Regions from separate parts of the Sus scrofa genome. Here region 1 is linked to region 2. Evidence: chromatin contacts called from public targeted proximity ligation data. All regions are on one chromosome and are shown on one strand. The core of a region is the stretch at or near the end of the contact, and the rest is flanking DNA. Distances in the headings are between cores, read along the strand shown. Region 1 overlaps BORCS5 (a long non-coding RNA gene). Region 2 overlaps GPR19 (probable G-protein coupled receptor 19).

Region 1 (4,107 bases), core at 1,471-3,970, 260 kb after region 2:
CACCCCTTTATACCTGTCTTCGCTTCTTTCTACATTTAGGACACATGCTTTAAAAATAAGAGCATTTGGAGGGGAGTTCCCATGGTGGCTCAGGGGAAACAAATCTGACTAGTATCCATGAGGATGCAGGTTCAATCCCTGGCCTCGCTAAGTGGGTTAAGGATCCGGCATTGCTGTGAGCTGTGGTTTTGGTCGCAGGCAAGGCTTGGGATCTGGCGTTGCTGTGGCTGGGGTGTAGGCAGCTGAAGCTCCGTTTCAACCCCTAGCCTGAGATCCTCCATAAACCACAGGTGCAGCCCTAAAAAAAAAAAAAAAAAAAAAAAAAAAAAAAAAGACACACACATACACACAAAAATTAGAGCATTTTAGGAATATTCTGTGCCCAGCCACAGTGATCATTCAAATATCTTACTTTTTTCTTTCTCATCATCATGATTTGTATAAAGATGCATTATAACAACTTAGAGAAGGTAAAAAAGATGGGGTTGAATATTTGAGACAAACTTACATTCTAGTGGGATGATCGATAAGCAAGTTCTACAAAAGCAAGTAATTTATATTTTACCAAAGGCTCACCTACTAGAACAGCACCTAGAGTTCATAGTAGTCACTTCAATGTTTGTTGAACAAATGAACAATCACAATCTTAAAGAATGGTAATGTTTGAGCAGGCTGTGATGGAGAAGACAGCTTTCAGACAGAACAGCATGAGCAAAGGCGTGGAACAGTGAAAAAGGGAAGCAGTTCTATTCGGCCTAGAATTCAAGACACAGGCACAAAGTGGCTGATGGGATAGAAAGACTTCTTGAGATCTTCACGTCAAGTTGAGGAGCTCAGACCTGAACCTGGCAAGCAGTATGGAGCAACCCAAGACTCTGAGCAGAAATCACATGACATGAGCTAGGCTTCCAAAAAGACTCTGGCAGAGGTATGCATGATTAACTAGAATTTTTAAATGTTCATTTAAAATGTATTTGTCTGTATATGGGACTAGGGAGAAAAAAAAACCTGACTAGGGACAGTTAGTATCGTCCTACAGACTTTCTATTTGAACTCACATTTGTCTCAGCAACCTGTGCTCTGTCCCCATGTTGGAACAAGCAAGAGTCAGTGAGAGTTACCAAAGCCAAAGGAGGGATAAAACAAAGCCAAAATAAAGAGGCACTAGAACTGTTATCTTCTTGCCAGAATTGACTGCAAGTTGGAGGAGTGTTGGCTTCAACTTGCTAAAAGAATGGCTTAGTTGTCTAACCAAAGGGAGTTATGCTCATTTATCTGCGAACATTTATTTCATTTCCATCTCACACTTTTAATGTGTGGGGCTGCCTTGATATTGTGTTTCCATCTCTTCCAGTATATTGGCAGGAAATGGAAAGAACAGCAGAAAGATAAAGCCCATCTGGCCATAATGTTAATGTTAGCTTTCCTCTGGTCCCCTGACCAGACTTCCAAATGACTCTTACCTTTTCTTATATGTGCCCCTTATGAGTCTGGTTTCCTTCCCATAATTACTCATGCCTTGTCCTACTTTTCCTTATTGCATTACTATGGAACATTGCCTGTTACAGTGGTTTTACTAATATGCTTATCTACTACTGCTCAGTAACCACATCCAAAGAAAACAGTGGATGTCATGATGACATTTATTTTATCTTTAGTTACAGATATATTTATTTTGCTTTTGAATATTAACTATCCCTGGCTAGCAGTTCCTCTTTGCTCATTTCTTGCACTCTAAATTAGCAGTATCCAGGACACTACTAGTTTATTTAGGTTTAGGGCAGGTTTTTTGATTTTCGTTTTTGGTTTGCTTTTTTTTAGGGCCAAATCCACGGCATATGGAAGTTCCTAGGCTAGGGGTCAAATCGGAGCTGTAGCTGATGGCCTACACCATAGCCACAGCAACGCTAGATCCCCGAGCTGCGTCTGCAACCTACAACTCAGCTCACGGCAGCACGGATTCTTAATCCACTGAGGGAGGCCAGGGATCGAACCCGCATCCTCATGAATACTTGTCGGGTTTGCTACCGCTAAGCCACGATGGAACTCTCTAGGGCAGGTTTTAAAAAAAGTTTTTCCTCTCCCCTCAATGTTGCAATTTTCTCTCTGATGACTGCCACTCTGTTTGGAAGTGTGGTCCACAATGTCATCTAAAGCCTTAGGAAAAAACCAACTCGACATTTTATATAAGTACTGTAGCAATAAAAACACGTACACAGAGTTATACATAGGATACCATAATAAATATTGCATCCATGACATCTGATAAAACATGATACTAATAAAAAGATACCAAAATAAGTCTTAATACCTATTATAGTACTGAACTTCACCTTTTGCTAATTATATATAAGGTGGCAATCTCCTTACCCCCCAAAACACAAAACAGAAATTAGAAAGTAAAAAATATTCTTAACAGATGGCAAGAGTTCTGTGTCTGCTGACTCTAATAGGGCCTGAGCTCTTCTCTCGCTCTCTGATCTCAGTCCTGTCCTGTTAAGCGTTTTTCAGTGACGTGAATGAGGTCACTCAAAGTATGTTAATCATGGGGGTCCAAAAATAGCCTGAAGAAGTTAGAAACACTGGCTACAGCTGACATGAACTCTAAAGATGTGCAATGAAGGTCCAAAAAGCTATCTGCAGAAATACAAAATAAGGGAGGTGTGGCTTAACATCAGCGTAAGTAAAGAGGACTTTAGGATTTTTGATGATGCAATATGACTCAACTGCATGTGGCTGCCCAGACAGCTACCTCAAACTTGGGCTGTCTTAAAAGAAATACAGCATGCAGAGCAAGACAGAAGATCCAGTCCACACCTGGAATACTCTTCAGTACTAGGGGTCATGCTCTAAAAAGGGTCAAAACAGAGTATGTTTAGGTTTCAGGTCAGAGGGCTGGGTGAGACAAAATCATGTTATACGGGAACTGAAACTGTCTAAAGAAGAGTCTGTTCCACAATTTTTAAAGGTGCGGATATGACTTTTACGATCAGATTAAAAGACATTTCCATTTTGGATTAAAAAATACGTAAATAAGGCCCAGTGTTAAAGAGGATATTACGAAACTAACACATTCAGACACTGCTAGTTTTACTATGAACTGGTTTATTAAATCTTTCGGAAAACAATCCTGCCATGTGCTGTGACAGCTGTTAAACTGTTGTTACAGTGGCTTTATAGTCAAACTATGGTAGATTTGTAAGATGGAATAGTGATCAGCAACAAAAAGGAACCATATACTGATATAACCATAGGGATGAATCTCAAACGCATTACGCTAAGTGAAAGAAGCCAGACGCAAAAGGCTATAACTTAAATGATTCCATTTAAACAACATTCTGGAAAAGGCAAAACTTCAGGGATGGATCACAATAGTCAGAAGCTGAGGTGAAGGGTGAAACTGACTACAGAGTGACATAGGAGGAGCTGGGGGAAATGACAAAACTATTTTATTTCATGATGTTAGACTGGTTTCACAACTGTACAGATACATCGACACTCAGAGAACTATACTTTAAAATGGGTATATCTTACTGAATTTAAATTATTTTTTTTTAATAAGGGGAAAAAAGAGAAAATCTTGAAGGCAGCCAGAAAAAAAGAAATACATTACACACAGAGGAACAAAGAAATAAAGTTAACAATGAAGACTTTTTCTGATCAACAAAAACAAAGAATTCATTTCCGAAAGATCCATACCACAAGAAATGCAAAAGGAAGTTCTTCAGGCAAAAGGAACATGATATCAAACAGAATCCTGGATCAATATAAAGAAATGAAGATCTCCAGAAATGGTTGAAATGAAGGCAACTATGAAATACCTTTTTTCATATTTTTAATAGCTCTAAATAATGATTGTCTAAAGCAGGGGGTCAATAAAGTATGGCACAAGGGCCAAATCGCACCCACTTCCTGTTTTTGTAAGTAAAGTTATATTGGAACACAGTAACACCCATTCTTTTATGTATTGTCTATGGCTGCTTATGACAGAGTTGAGTAGTTGAGACAAAGACCAGATGGCCTAAAATACTTACTATCAGGCCCTTTACAGAAAAAATTTACCGCCCCCTGGTCTAAAACAAAAATAGCAATGTATTGTGGGTTTAT
Region 2 (4,052 bases), core at 226-2,725:
GGCAAGGGGTCGAATCGGAGCTGTAGCTTCCGGCCTAAATCAGAGCCATAGCAACGCAGGATCCGAGCCGCATCTGCAACCTACACCACAGCTCAGGGCAACGCCGGATCCTTAACCCACTGAGCAAGGCCAGGGATCGAACCCGTCACCTCATGGTTCCTAGTCAGATTCGTTAACCACTGAGCCACGATGGGAACTCCCAACATCACGTTTCCTTGAGGGCTCTCAGCTTGGGGCCATCTGTAACTTCCAGAGCCCTCTCCCTGGTTCTTGCATTGTAGCCCTACATCTGAGCCAGCCACAGCCTGCCGATTCCTTCTCATGCTTGGAATCTCTCTTTCTCTCTTCTGTCACATCTCTCTGCCATCAGCCAAGAAAGTTCCGTCTTTATAAGGGCTTATTAGTTTGGGCCCACCTGGATAATCCAGGATAATCTTTTCATTTTAAGTTCTATAACTTTAGTTATATCTGCAGAGTCCCCTTTGGCTATATAACACAACATATTACCAGGTTACAGGAATTGGACACTTTGGGGGGTTGTTCTGCCTTCTACACACGCTGTTTCTTTTAAATAGTGGCAAGGCTCTGTTGTACTAGGATAATGGAAATGTCAGTGACAAACATTTCTGGGACTGTCTTCTTCCTTTTCCTAGGTCCTTGGGCTCTTAACACACAGTGAAGTGTATGGGCTGGTCCCTCTAGACTTGGATCCCCTCTGATTATAGCAGAGATGTAGTTATGGTCTGAGCTCGTGTGTGTCCTTGAAGGCTGGTGGAGCTGTTGCTTAAGCTCCCCCCCCCCATCATTGTCCTCTCTTCTAGCTGGGGAGCTCTATTCCTTGGACCCACCTCCCTAGCTGCCTGCCTCCATCACCACCTGTCCCTTCCCTGTAGCACAGTGAGGAAGTTAGGCAAGGGTCCCAGGACTACCTTTTTTTTTTTTTTTTTTTTTAAAGTGCTTTATTTACATACTGTAACAGACTCATTTTAAGGGTACTACTCAGTGACATTTGGTACGTTTACAGAGTTGTACAACCATCACATAATCAATTTCAGAACATTTTCATCATCCTTCAAAGATCCCTTGTGCTCATCCAGTACTACCCTTTACATGGTTCCAGGGGGCACAGCTGCATTCCTGGTTCAGAGGTCCTTGTTTCTCCCTCCTCCTCTCTACAGAAATCCCCTCAGAGAACCCAGCTTCCAGGAAACAAAAGCCAAGGCAACAGGTTTGTCTCAGGCTCAGTGAGGCAGCTATCCTCTAAGACAAGGCAGCACTGAGGGTCTGGATTCATTCTCAGAAGGATATAGGGCAAAAATCCCAGCAGGGAGCACAGTGCAGGCACATCAGTATGTCAGCCGTGTATCCTGATTGTACCAGGCTGTGGAGTCTTCCAGCTGCAATGGCAGCAGAGCAGTGATCTGCAGGGGAGTGAGTCAGACCTTTCTTTCTCCACTAAGCAGAAAGAAAGCGTTCTTTGCTCCCAGCTTAAATGACCCAATGGGCACAAGGTGAGGAGTCTGAAGGGAGAAAAGAGGAACCAGCCTGGGGTGCCAGAATGAAAGGAAGTTCCCAGAGGACCTTTGTCCCTTTGGGCCCCACCTACTCCTTTTTGTCTCTTCCCTGCCCCCACGGATAGGTTCTTTTGACTATAAAGGATTCCAAGTCACCTTAAGGACAATAACCTATCACAAGAGCAGTCCTAACGCCAGGCCTCAAGGAGCCTGCAACATTGTTCAGGCTCTGGAAGGAGTTTGGGAATCCAGGCACTTTGATGACCAGATTTCCTTATCCTGTCATTATCTGCAGCAGGAGTCTCAATGAGTCTATCATTGATGACCCTATGCTTCTCTGTCCCTGCTGCTGCTGCGTCCATGGCTTCCCCAGCCCCCAAGCCCCAGAGAGGGGCCTCCTGCCAAGCTCTCTTATAACAGCCTGCTCTTTTCTTTTGTAGGACTCATTAGAGCTTACTGTCTATTTATGCTTGCTTCTTACTCTCCTCTCCACTCCTCCACAGCTAATTAGACTCTCATCATTGTGCAGGTAGGGACACAGTTTTGTTTGCCATTGTATATCCAGTTTTTAGCACAGAATGTTTTGGCACGTAGTATGATCTTAAAATATATTTATGGGACAATGAATGATTGAAAATGGGCAAAGATGGGAGTTCCCATTGTGGTTCAGCAGTAACGAACACAATTAGAATCCCTGAGGACGTGGGTTCTATCCCTGGCCTCACTCAGTGGGTTAAGGATCTGGTGTTGCTGTGAGCTGCGGTATAGGTCATAGACCTGGCTCAGATCTAGCGTTGCTGTGGCTGGGGTATAGGCCAGCAGCCGTAGCACCAATTTGACCCCTAGCTTGGGAACTTCCATATGTGGCCCTAAAAAGATAAAGGAAGGAAGAAAGGGAGTAGGAAAAGGAAAGGAAGGAAGAAAAAGAAAGAAAAGAAAGAAAGGAAGGAAAGAAGAAAGAAAGAAAGAAAGAAAGAAAGAAAGAAAGAAAGAAAGAAAGAAAGAAAGAAAGAAAGAAAGAAAAAAGAAAATGGACAAAGAATCAAAGAATCTGAAGGGATGTTTCTCCAAATGTATATATCCAACTGCCAACTGGGTCGCTCTCCTTGGATATCTAATAGGAATTGAACTCATCCAAAATAGAATTGTTGATTTCTAGCTCCTCAAACTTTTTCTTTCTGCATCTCAGACCCTCAAACCTAGGAGCCATCCCCATCCCTTAATCCCATCACACCTCAGCAAATCTTATTGGCTCTGTCTCCAAAATTTTTTTCTTTTCTTTTCCTTTTTTTTTTTTTTTTTTTTTTTTTTGCCGGACTAGGGATCAAATCGGAGCTGCAGCTTCTGGCCTACACCATAGCCATAGCAACTTGGGATCTGAGCTGCGTCTGCGACCTACACCACAGCTCCCAGCAACACCAGATCGCCAACCCACTGAGCAAGGCCAGGGATCAAACCTTTGTCCTCATGGATACTACTCAGGTTCGTTACCACTGAGCCACAATGGGAGCTCCTAATAATTTTTGTTTAGCTGTGTAATATTGTTTCTCCCACTAGAGGAAAGCTCCATAAAAGCAGAGACTTTGTCTAGTTAACTTTTTTTTTGGCCACACCCACAGCATGTGGAAGTTCCTGGGCCAGGGATCAAATCTGTGCACAGCAGCGATTTGAGCTGCTGCAGTGATAATGGTATATCCTTAACCTGCTGTGCTATAAGAGAACTCCAGTTATTGTCTGAATCTCTAGCAGTTATCACAATCCTGGCTCATACTAGATAAAAAATACTGGATAAATGTGTGATTAAGGATAACTTTGCATATAACATGATAACAAATTAGTCTTTTTTTTTTTTTTTTTTTTTGTCTTTTTAGGGCCACATCCATGGCATATGGAGATTCTCAGGCTAGGGGTCAAATTGGAGCTACAGCTGCCCGCCTACACCACAGCCACAGCAATGCCAGATCCAAGCCCTGTCTGCGACCTACACCACAGCTCACGACAATGACGGATACTTAACCCACTGAGCAAGGCCAGGGATCAAACCCATGTCCTGATGGATACTAGTTGAGTTGGTTAACCACTGAGCCATGACGGAACTCCAAATTAGTCATTTCTTGAGGTGAAGTTTCTTGATTTTTCTTTTTCTTTTCCATCTTATCTGACTATGTACTTTGTAAGAACACTAGAGAGACAGGGAAGTTCAGCATTATTAAACCCTCCTACACAGAATCCTAAGTGGCATCTGGGGTGTGAAATACTGGATAGTGTCCTTTATAACATATCCCCAGAGAGGAGCCAATATGACCTAACATTTTCTGCTGCAGCTTGGTTTGCAAAGAACTGGGGAGAATTGTAGCTCATGGTCACATAACCTTCTGTGGGGTGAAGCTCCAGCTCCTTTCTGTTATATTCCTTTGCTTTGGGTATCTACTCCGGCGCTGGCCATCCCTGCATAAAACTGTCTAGGAGGTTTATCTTCTTCACCTCCAGCCCTTCACCCTCCACCCCACCTTCCCACAGTGACACTCCATCTTCATT

Evidence for each region.
Region 1: a targeted proximity ligation map of alveolar macrophages shows a contact between it and region 2. A contact is called at or near these places in 1 of 47 Hi-C or Micro-C datasets (embryonic fibroblasts) and 1 of 2 datasets of targeted methods (alveolar macrophages).

The regions. Positions count from the first base shown.
Region 1 is chr5:60,041,706-60,045,812 of Sscrofa11.1, forward strand. The region is part of intron 2 of BORCS5 (a long non-coding RNA gene); the gene reads right to left. Among named protein-coding and RNA genes, the nearest start is that of BORCS5, 29 kb to the right of the region's middle.
Region 2 is chr5:59,778,241-59,782,292 of Sscrofa11.1, forward strand. All of the region lies in intron 3 of GPR19 (probable G-protein coupled receptor 19), which reads left to right. Among named protein-coding and RNA genes, the nearest start is that of GPR19, 30 kb to the left of the region's middle.